Regions from separate parts of the Mus musculus genome. Here region 1 is linked to region 2. The links are chromatin contacts, called in public HiChIP or PLAC-seq maps. All regions are on one chromosome and are shown on one strand. Each heading gives the region's core, a stretch centred on a gene start, on an enhancer-like site or on the middle of the called end of the contact. The rest is flanking DNA. Distances are from core to core; before and after follow the strand shown. Region 1 overlaps Grik3 (glutamate receptor, ionotropic, kainate 3). Region 2 overlaps Gm32611 (a long non-coding RNA gene).

The links. HiChIP or PLAC-seq counts read pairs in DNA pulled down with a chosen protein or histone mark.
Region 1: an H3K4me3 HiChIP or PLAC-seq map of embryonic basal ganglia shows a contact between it and region 2, with 4 times the contacts expected there. The contact joins two enhancer-like sites. A contact is called at or near these places in 1 of 115 datasets of contacts at active chromatin or transcription factors (embryonic basal ganglia) and 1 of 9 other capture datasets (embryonic stem cells).

Annotation. Positions count from the first base shown.
Region 1 is chr4:125,701,320-125,707,031 of GRCm38.p6, forward strand. It overlaps Grik3 (glutamate receptor, ionotropic, kainate 3), which reads left to right. Exons shown (of 16, transcript NM_001081097.3): 14 at 3,014-3,236; 15 at 3,636-3,886. Among named protein-coding and RNA genes, the nearest start is that of Gm40249, 130 kb to the right of the region's middle. Within about 2 kb of position 1,797, at least 80 of the 459 cell types and tissues checked have an H3K27ac peak or open chromatin away from gene starts, as enhancers often do. A contact at or near this core is called in embryonic basal ganglia, where this site is marked.
Region 2 is chr4:125,191,922-125,197,410 of GRCm38.p6, forward strand. The region is part of intron 2 of Gm32611 (a long non-coding RNA gene); the gene reads left to right. Among named protein-coding and RNA genes, the nearest start is that of Gm40244, 24 kb to the right of the region's middle. Within about 2 kb of position 2,575, at least 21 of the 459 cell types and tissues checked have an H3K27ac peak or open chromatin away from gene starts, as enhancers often do. A contact at or near this core is called in embryonic basal ganglia, where this site is marked.

The DNA of each region.
Region 1 (5,712 bases), core at 547-3,046, 510 kb after region 2:
TGGAGATGCTGGGAGCGAGGGGGAAGTGGATGGGCAGCTATGGTTAGACAGGGAAGAAGATGGATAGATGGGCGTGCGGAAAAGGAACAGCTGGATAGAGGTTACAGGTTAGACGAAGAGTCAGGGAGTCAGCTGAATATCTAGTATGTAGACAGTGTGGGGAGGGAAAGCGAGCAGATGGTCCATAGGAGGAGGAAGGGGATGGATATATGCATGAGCGGGTTAGTGGGGTGGATAGACCAATGGACTGACAGGTGGCTGGACTGATGGCTACGCGCAGGTGTGGTGGGCACATGAGATGATTGGATGCATGTGTGCGTGCATGGATTAACAGCAGATGAACTAACAGGTAGATGCCTTAGGAGGGAAAAGAGTCTTGATGCCTCATCCAACCCTGGTTCCCACCTCCGTAGAAAACAACTTGGGGAGCAGGAGGAAGGAGTGGGAAAGCAGCTGAGGGACCGGAGTCTTTGAAGGGAGAAAAGCAGTTAGGTGGGAACAGCCAGAATGCACGCAGGTCTGAGGAGCAGTGTGTCTGGCCAAGTGGAGACGGTTGGACTTGGATAATTTGATTACAGGAATCGCTGGAGTTTGTGTTTATCTGTACACGCAGCTCTTGTGGAACACGGGTGTGAGAGGGTATTAGTTATCTATTGCTTAGCAAATTACCCCAAAGTTCTTAAAACAACATCTGTCACTTGGCAGCTTGGTGGTCAGGAGTCAGTGGAGTTTCAGAGCCCTCTGGCCTGAGGCTCTTCACAGGCTGTGATCCAGCCATCAGCCAAGACTGTGGTCATGAGAGCATGCTCAGTTCCCCTCAGGTCGCTGGACTGAGTAAGAGAAGTACTGTGTACTGAGATTTGACAAAATGCTGTCCTCTGTCACTTGCATGGGGAGCTCTTCTTAAGCAATTCGGTGTGACAGTACTGTCACCAGCACCTGAGAGAAGACTTGAGGAACACACAAGGGAGAGGGAGACAAAGTCTTGTCACTCAGAGGTGCTATTCCACCCCTGCCAGAGAGTGATTCAAAAGCAGGCCCAAAGGTCCAGCCCACCCTCAGGAGGAGGAGGAGCCAGAACAAGGATGTGGCCGCAGGGAGACAGGAGTCACTAGAAATTGGGTAGTGCTAAGGATAGGAGCTTGCCAAGCAGGAAGAGGGGCCAAAGGAGCTGGCGGAGGAGAATCTGCATATCAGAAATTATCTGGAAAATGAGAAACATCTGGAGCATCCGAAAAACCAGGGATGAGAACCATCTCTGAGGGAAGAGGTGTTGGCGGGGGAGCACTTGGGGAGGAGCTGAGGTAGAAAGAGAGCTGGAAGGTGGCTGGCTACAAAGTTGGGCAGAAGGCAGGTGGCTGTGGGGGTAGGGCCGCTGAGAGCAGCAATGGCTGCCTACAAAAGTGGTTGGGTGAAGCCTAGAGAGCCAGGGCCATCAGAACCCTTTGTGCACCGGCTTTGAGGCACGTGAGTTTGCAGGCAGGGAACAACAGCTCTGTGAAAGGTTCCACGCCCTGAAAGTACTCAGTGACTCCATGCTGCTCTGATATTCATTCCTGTGCTGTGCTCCGTCCCTGGACCGTGCTGTGGACATCGGCCACCAGTTTCAGAGGGCCTATCCCATGCCAGAGCCCAGAAGCACCCAGAGAGAAGAAAATACATGTTCCTCTCGGGCTTCCTGCCCGCCTCTGGCAGCCATGGCCTGATTCCCTGCCCTTCCCCCAGGCCTGTGCCAGCCTGTGGGAGGGCACCCATCTTGTCACGTGTATCAGAGCTGGGCTGGGTGCCAATCATACAGGCTGACATCACAGAAAGCCACTTCCAGAGTAGGAAACAGCCGATACAATAGGGGCTCTCAGAGCCACCTCTTCCCCCAGGACTAAGGCAGGGCTGGTCTCTGTTGGGACCAGGCAGCTGGCATACATCAAGTTCCCAGGGTGGCTCATGCACACATAACACAACCGGGGCAGGCACAGCAGCCCACCCAACAGGCTGCCACCCCACCTATGGTCTCAGGCATGAAGCCGGCACAGGGACCTGCAGTCCACTACTCCCAGGAGCCTCACCCTTTTCTCTGCTTGCAGTTCCCACTGGGCCTCTCTCAGGACTGAGAACAGACCAGAACCATACTCAACTCCTCTCCTGACATAGAGTGCACAAAAGGGGGGCACAGCTTTGGAGTGAAGTGGGGAGACAAAGTCCACCGAGCTTTACCTTCACTTGTGCCCCCTAGTGGTTACTCGGATACAATGCAGCTGTGTGGGTAGGCACTTGGATTGTCTCCAAAGAGTCTGGATTTGAAGCCTGCCTCTACCATTTCATCTCTGGATAGCCTTGGGTGAATTGCTTAACAGTGTTTCAGCTTCCCCGTCTGCAAAACGGGCTGATAACACGTACTTCCTGTGATTTCGGCGAGTGAGTTCCTACAGCTAAGGCCCTTAGAACAAGACCTCTGCTTGTTAATTCCCTAACAGGTTTTGGAGAAAACTGATTTTGAGGAAGTCAGTCAGAGACAGGAGACTTTAGCTAGGTCGGCAGAGCATCTGCCTCTCATGTACATGAAACCCTGTTCAACCCCAAGCATCATATAACCCGGATGTGGTGACCCACCTGGGTTATATAATCCCAGCACTTGGAAGGCAGAGGCAGGGGTCAGAAGTCTAAAGTCATCCTCAGCTACCTAACGAGTTTGAGGCCAGCCTGGGCTAGCCTCAAACCTCTCTCAGAGTTTAATTAATTAGTTCCAAAGACTGTGCTATGGCAAAAATCCAGGGCTACCAGGGAGTGGGCCAGATTTTGGACCTCAGCGAACTGTGCCCAGCAACACCTCATGTCTTGGGCCTCGGTTTCTATACCCGTGCAGTGGCAGTGTTCCCTAACCCTACAGATTATACCCAGAGTTGGATATATGCAGAGTTGGAGCCATGCTGAGTGACTGAAGGGAGTGGAGCATGGGGGGGGAGGGGGGTTCTGTTTGCTTTGGTTTAAATATTCACATCCCTTTGCCACCCAGAAATCCAAGATCTCCACCTTTGAGAAGATGTGGGCCTTCATGAGCAGCAAGCCCTCGGCTCTGGTGAAGAACAACGAGGAGGGCATCCAGCGGACGCTCACAGCTGACTACGCCCTGCTCATGGAGTCCACTACCATAGAGTACATCACACAGAGGAACTGCAACCTCACCCAGATCGGTGGCCTCATCGACTCCAAGGGCTATGGCATCGGCACACCCATGGGTGAGCGAGCGGGGCACGGGGAGAGGGGTGCAGTGCAGACACGGGATCTTGAGTTCTTCCACCCTCCTCTTTGCACACAGTCCCCAGAGTCATTTCACGGAACCTGGGAAGGTGATGTTTCCTCAGGGGAGCAGAGGGATGGAGACACAATCCTGGCTTGGTCATCCCTGGCCTGTGAGGGCGGAGACAGCCTCTCCTTGCCCTCTCCTGGTTGATGCACCCACACACAGGGCCTCCCGGGGCCACAGGTTCTATGCCCAGTGAGTAAGGCCTCCCCACGAGATACCTTACCTGGACTTGAACAGGGTCCTTATTGAGAGAAATCCCTGTTGGAGGCTGGCAGAGGCAGCTCTAGTAAAGAGTCCCCACTGACAGCCCCCTCCCCCTCCCCCTCTGCAGGCTCCCCCTACCGGGACAAAATCACCATCGCCATTCTGCAGCTACAGGAGGAGGACAAACTGCACATCATGAAGGAGAAGTGGTGGCGTGGCAGTGGGTGCCCCGAGGAGGAGAACAAGGAGGCCAGCGCCCTGGGCATCCAGAAGATCGGCGGCATCTTCATCGTCCTGGCCGCCGGCTTGGTCCTGTCCGTGTTGGTGGCAGTGGGCGAGTTCATATACAAACTCCGCAAGACAGCGGAGCGGGAGCAGGTGAGGCCCTGGAGGAGGCTGCGTTGGACAGGGAAGGAAGGCAAGGACAAGACTAAGCTGGTTTCGTCCTCCCAAGGGAATGAACTCCCACTGTCTCATCTCACCATCCTGTCCACCATCCTGCATCCAGTCCACCAGGATCCAGCCGGCTCTCCTCTGTCCTGACAGCACATTTTTTTCCCATCACCCCCTGCTCCACTTGGTCCCAGGCCAATGTGCACTCACTGCAGCCCAAGCTATGCCCCAGCCTCCACACTGATGACACGCCTTTCTTTCTACCTAACCTGGAGGTAGAAGGCACCTGCTTCCATGTCTCCTATCCGGGTGGCCTCCTAAGCCTCTATCCTTTCTCTCCATGTTGGCCTGCCCCACTCCCCAGGCTGACTTCTCAGTGAGTGCCTCCTGCCCCCCACGGCTCTCCACCACCATCTATGAGCGCCATAGAAGCCAGTACCCTGTTTCAAACTTAATTCAAACCATGTCAGCTCCCTCCTTAAACCCCTAGGGTAATTGTCGAAGCTGGGTGACGGAGGCACAGGAGTTCATTATATTGTACAGTCTGCTTTTTGCATATATTGGGAAATTTCCATAATGAAAAGTTTAAAAAAGCAAAGTTCTGAGGGATGGCCCAAGTGTGCAAACAGTAAAGCTAGTCTTCCCCTGCCTGATTAATTCAAGCATGGTCGGTCAGGGCAGGAGCCCCGGGTCCTGTGGCAAATTAGAAGCATGGAGAGAGAGTTTTAAGTGCTAATACCCTGGCCTCACTCCCAGAGACTCTGTTTTAATTGGCCCATGGTGGAGCCTAACTCTAGAGTTTGCAGAAGGCCCACGGGGTGATTTAAGCGTGCACCTGAGCCAAGGGCCTTTGGGCTAGGGAATCGCCTCTCCCGGCAGAAGTTCAAAAGCATCCGGGCCCAGTGTGGTTGGTAGGAGCCTGCCGCTGGGTCACATGCAGTGGGCTCATTACAATCAGTGCCTGATGGATCCATCAAAATGAACTGGAGTTGTTTAACAACCAGCAAGGCTAAGTCAACCAAGAGAAGGGAGAGACAGCTCTGGCCGTGTGAGTTAGCCACTGCCTAAGAGAAGCCCGAAAAGATGCAATCCCAGAAGGCCACTTGAGGGGTGGGGGAGAAACCGAGTCTTTGAAACCATCTGTGCAGCTGACTAGTTGTTGTCTGAAAGTGGCCAGGGAGATGGACTGTTTTATTCACAAGGATGTTTGTCTAAATATGAACGGCAACATAGAAGACTAGATAAGTGCCTAGATGTCTAACAGTTTAAAATTATGAGACATTGATAAAGAATAGCTGCCAGGCTGCCAGAGTCTTTAGGAATCCCCGTTAAGACTAACTGAATTCTAGATTACAGGCTCTTTTGCACCCCACTCCCTCACTTTCTCTCACATGACTCCTTTTGAGTCCATGACACACCCAGCATGTTTCTGCCTCAGGACCTTGGCACATGTCAGTTTACCTATCTGAGCCTGAACTACACTATATTCTTGGCTGCGTCTGGCATGTAGATTTTAAACTCATATCATATCCTTAAATAGCCTTTCCTAGTTCCCTCTTCCCACACTCCTCTCTTCCATATCATAGCTTTAACCTATTTATTTATTTATTTCATGTTCATTGGTGTTTTGCCTGCATTTATGTCTGTGTGTGGGTGCCGGGTCCCCTAGAACTGGAAATACAGATAGTTGCGAGTTGTGAATGCTAGGAATTGAACCTGGGTCCTTTGAAAGAGCAGCCCATGCTCTGAACCTCTGAGCAGTCTCTCCAGCCCCTTGGCTTTAGCCTCTTCGTAGTAGCCATGACTGGCTG
Region 2 (5,489 bases), core at 1,325-3,824:
GAGACTGGCGCTTTTGCTGGAGTGCCTCGGATTTCGCATGTAATCAACTTTTATAACCCAAGCCAACGCATAGCTGCAATTTTAAAGTGATATACTCTTCCATGTCTCTAACTTAGAGGGATGCACGTGTATTATTTGCTGAAAGTGGCAAATACAGAAGCTGAAAGCAACTGCCTACAATCTTCCATAAAAATTGACAGCATCCATTATGGATATTGGTTGGTAAACAATGATGTTTGTTTTCTGGGTCAGTTGGGATCAGTTGGAGCCAGCGACTTAATCCCATGTAAAACTCTGATGAAGACTTCTGTAAAGTACTGATTTCTTCCCCATGTTTTCTGTGCAGTTCAAGAAATACTGAGGAAAGCCCTTTGTTAGGGACAGACACACCACTCACAGGTGGAACAGACACACACACACAGTTCACACAACAGACAGAGCACACACACACAATTACACAGACAGAGATAGGCAGATACCACTCACATTCACACAGAAATATGCCAGACAGACAGACAGACAGATACGTGGGCAAACACCACTCACACAGATAGACACAGCACCAACAGACAGATAGACAATATAGATTATACAACAGACAGAACACACACACACACAGTCACACACACACACAGTCACACAGAGATAGACAGATGCCACTCACATACACACATACACATCTACTAGGCAGACAGACACATCACACACACACACACAGTCACACAGACAGGGATAGATGCCACTTACATACACACAGACACATCTACCAGGCAGACAGACACATTACACACACACACACACACACACACACACACACACACACACGATAGGCAGACATAGCTCCTACAACAGATAGACACACACACAAACTCAGGGAGAAGGAGATTCACAGAACTGCCTCCAGGCAGGCACAGGTTCAGACCCGGGAAACAGGACAAGAAGATGGAAGTCACAGGGATCATGACATAGAGAATTCAAACCTGGACTCACTTTAATTTCTCTCCTTAAATGGGACACCTATGAATTATTGTTGACTTGGAATAAATTGCTAATGCTCATAGACTGTGTAGGCGAGGATAGATCAGAAACAGGGTTGGCCTCCTAGGCACAGCAAGTGTTAAGATGAGCCAGGTCTCTGTGAGACCCTGTGTCAAAAAACAAAACAAAACAAAAAGACAAAAAACAAACAAACAAAAAAACCCTCAAACCACCACCACCAACAACAAAAAACCCCAAACCAACCACCACCACCAAAACCCACAACAGCATCAACTAAGAGTTATTTAAAGATTTATTTGTGTGTGTGTGTGTGTGTGTGTGTGTGTGTGTGTGTGTGTTTACCTATAGAGGCCAGAAGCAATGTATCCCCTAGAGCTGGAGTTGCAGGTAGCTGTGAACTACCTGACATGGTGCTGGGAACTGAACCTGGGTCCTCCGCCAGAGTAACACACTCTTAACTGAGCCACACTGAGCCACCTCTCCAGTCCCTGAAGAATTAATTCTAACAACAAGTTTTAAGGTGGGTACTATTCTACTTCTTATTTTATAGGTGTCCAAAAAGAATGAGACACAAAGAGACTGAGTGGTTTGCACAAGGTCAAACAGTTGGTGGACACCCACTTCTGGACCTGCTCGCCTAAGTGGAGCTCTGGAGTTTATATTCTTAAACCTCACGTGCTGCACACATGAATGAACCTGACCTGAGAGCCTTACTAGCTACGTGGAGGGAGACTGTGTATCCACTACAGGGCAGGGGATGTAGCTCAACTTGCAGAGTGCCTGCCTAGCATGCACAAAGCCCGACGTGACATCTTCAGCATGGAGCAGACTGGATGGGGCGCATGTCTGTAATCCCAGCACTTGGGAGGTGGAGGTGATTGGGTCAGGAGTTCAAGGTTGTCCTACAGTTTTAAGACCAGCCTGGGAGCGAGACCTTGTCTCGAAAACCAAAACCAAAACCAAAACCCAAACCAACTTGATTACATATATACATAAATATATACATATATACATACTGCTTGCAAATATATACATCCCTGAATATGTATGTGTATAAAATGTGTCTTAGTTTGCTGTAAGGGTTGTCTCGGTAATACACAAATACCCTGGAACGGAGATTAACTAGAAGAGAGAACACTCAGACCACAAAGTTATAGTAGTCAGTTCTTATGGGGGTAGCCCATTTTCCAGGTGAATATAGTGAGGCTTTGAGAGGTTAAACAGGGAGCCGGAAAGGACTGGACAAGCTACTTGGATTCAGAGGAATGACGTTGGTTAGCTGTCACCTTGATCCTTGCTCTGAGCCTCACTGTGCTGACTTTGTTCGGGAAATATTCTTCCTGTCTCTCACAGGGCTGAGGGTGTGGTGAAGCAGCTCTTCATGGGCCTGACCTGGCTCTTTGTGCGGAAGCACTGAGAGGAAACTGCCTTTGTCTATGACTCTCTTCTTGCCAGCCTTTGGAGTCTGGTGTGTGCACAGGTGTAGCATAGGCACCCATGTGTGTGTGCCCGTGCGTGTGTGCCTGTGCATGTGTGTGTGTGTGTGTGCGCGCGCGCACGTGGGTGTGCTTGTGTGTGTGGTGTGCGCATGCTCATTCTCCTGCTCACTCATGTGTGATGGTGCGTCTGCCTCCTTCTCCTCCCTCAGTCTCCTGCTCACACAGATCAACTTGACCTTTCATTAGGTCACTTCATAATTGATGGAAATGTCCCAGGCACCTTCTCTTAACGCCAGGGCGATTATGACAATTATGATGATTATCAAGGAGAGAGAGAGAGAGAGAGAGAGAGAGAGAGAGAGAGAGAAGAGAGAAGAGAGAAGAGGGGAAGGGGCTGGGGACTGGGGGGTGGTGTTGTTCGGGAATTGCAGGAGAGCCAGGCAGTGCCGTCATTAAGAGACATTGTGTAAGATTGTTCCCCCTTCAAAAGGCAGCTGTGAAAGGAGAGAGTGTCTTTTTTTTCTTTTTTTTTTAAAAGGCCCATTATGCAGGCAGCACGGGGTGTATAGTGCTGGCGGGAGGACCGTGGGGTGTAATTAGGGCAGTGACAGCTAGAATTACCCAGTTGTCTCCACTACGGTGCCACCTCTCTTGGGTAGGAGTCGGAGTCGGAGCAGGAACAGGTAATGGCTAGGAAGCCCTGGACCCTTGCCAGGAAGGCAGGGCCCTTTGGTGAGCCAGGGTGACCTAGGATTGAGCAGAAGGGACAGGGGAGCGGTGGGGTACCACAGCTATTCATCTCCAGACCAGGGAGGTGGCCTCTGATTTTTAGAAATCTTTTATGACGGCTCACCGCCCCTTCCAGGCTTTTCCAGCATTCTCACCCCAACAGGGAGCTGGCAAAGGAAAGCCAATTGTGTGGAAAGAGGAGGCGGATAAATCATTTCCCAGCCTCCCAGCTCAGGGGCCCTGGCTCATCAGCAGGAGGGACAGCCTCAGCTTCTTGCTGGTCTGTCCTGTCCCTGTCCCTGTCCCTGCCCTGGTCTCTGCCCCTGGCGGGCCAGGCTGTGGCTTATCCACAGTGCCAGCTTCTGCCTCTCTGGTCCACTCAACACTGCAGAATGTTGGACAGGCAGATAGAAATGATTGCTACTCCAGTCCTTTCTAGTCTATGATAGAATGACTAGTGACTCAGTTTCCCCTGTTTGCTTCTGACTCAGAGCTTCCCTCTGGACCAACCTCAGCCTCTCCTTGAATGCCCTCCCCTTCTCCCAAGTTGTCTGGGATAAAACCCCGCCATTTAGTGTCAGTTTGAACTTGGAGCCGACGTCTTTGTCCCTCGGTTGGGTTTTTCCCACCTGGAGCGAGAGGATCCTAACTGTCCTAGTGCAAACAGACTGCTCTGAGAATTACACAGGACACTGCACACATGTCTTTTTTCCTTCACTTTTGAAGAGTGCTCTCTCTATGTGCCCTGGGAAGGATGCAGACTGGTGATCCACCTGCCTCAGCTTTAGGAGTGTTGGATCCATGTGCCCACCTCAAAGGTAAATTTTCCTTGAGGTCAGTCCCTATGAATCTTCTGCAAAGATGACCCTTTCTTGCAGAGAACTGGAATCAGGACGCTTCTCCCGGGATCCCGACTTGGCCTCCTAGGGCCGCCTGCTTGAGCTTTCTTCACTGTGTATGTACCCAGTGCCTGCAGCATGCCAGCTGTTACATGGGGCACAGCCATGCCTGCAGAGCATTGCACAGGGAATTCTTGGCCCCTTGAGCCTGGCTTGTTCAGAGCCTTGCCTCATCCTCAGGCTAGATGCTCTGTTAGAGAATGCACAGTAGAGAAGGGTTACCTCCCATCCCCCAGGGCATGATCTTCTTTAAGAACAAATGGGGAAGCTGCTATTTGGTAAGGAGTGGATGGTGGGGACCTGAGGGCCGGAACTTTGTTCTGCTTCGGGGAGTGGCCAAATAAGGAGAGGTTTAGCACCTTAGACCCTAGGTCACTGGTTTGGGAATAAGCAAGAACTTCCCTCCATGTCCACGTTCCAGCACCAAACAAGCTTTAGCCCAAAGGCCACCAGGTCACTGCTATCCATCAGAGCAGACTTTAAAAGTTATTATTACTTAATAATAAATCTTAAACTTTAAACAGGCAGAGCCAGAACCTCAGTTTCCTGGAACCCATTGCGCTGTTGTTTAGATAAGTTTAAATGAGCTGTGATTAAGCTAATTTTGAGGTAATTAACTTGGGGAAGGAATCCTTCACTTCTTAAAATTCTAAGTGACTGTTCACGGTGAGAGGGAGCCCTCTCGGAGCAGTCTCGTGGCTTTCAGGAGTCCTGCTTAATTAAAACGTAAGGAGCTCAGCCACAGAGCAGGAGTTTAACGTCATTAATGAAAAATGAATATTCTTTATCTAATTACACAGCATAATTAATTGGAGTCTCCAACCACAGAGGGGGAGGAGGGCAGGGGAAGTCACAAGAAGGCAGTCTCCTGCTCCCAGACACCTCAGGAAGGCTCAGGCCTGCTGCCCGAGTCCTTTGAGGTCTCATGGAAAGCCAGAACCTCCCTGGTGCTGGATGCCTGTGCCCAGAGCAACTACATTGTCGTTGATGGCTCCCAGTCACCTGTGATTACCTGGGGTGTCTTTGGTGGCAGTTGAAGCCCGTGTCAACCAGCCCAGCCTTCTCTCTTTGTACATTCAACACATTTATTGAGTACTCTTGTTCTAGACTGAATGAAAGTTCCAAGCCCCGCCCTCGGGAAGCATGCAGGTTTGAATCCTCACGCCAAGCTCACTAGCTGCAGTAGGCTCCCTACGTCTTCCTTCTCTCATCTGTAAAATGGGATTGACAAAAGCCCTTGTCACTGGCATGAAGGTTTATGTGGATGAATGAATATTCAAAAGGCACGTGTGACAGTGCCAAGCATATATAAAGGCTTGGTAATAAGCATTTGCTATGGAAATAAATACAAGCAAGACAGGGTGAAGGAGAATGGAAGGCAAGAGTTCTCCAGGAGGGCTGGTTTCAGACTTAGTGTTCAGAG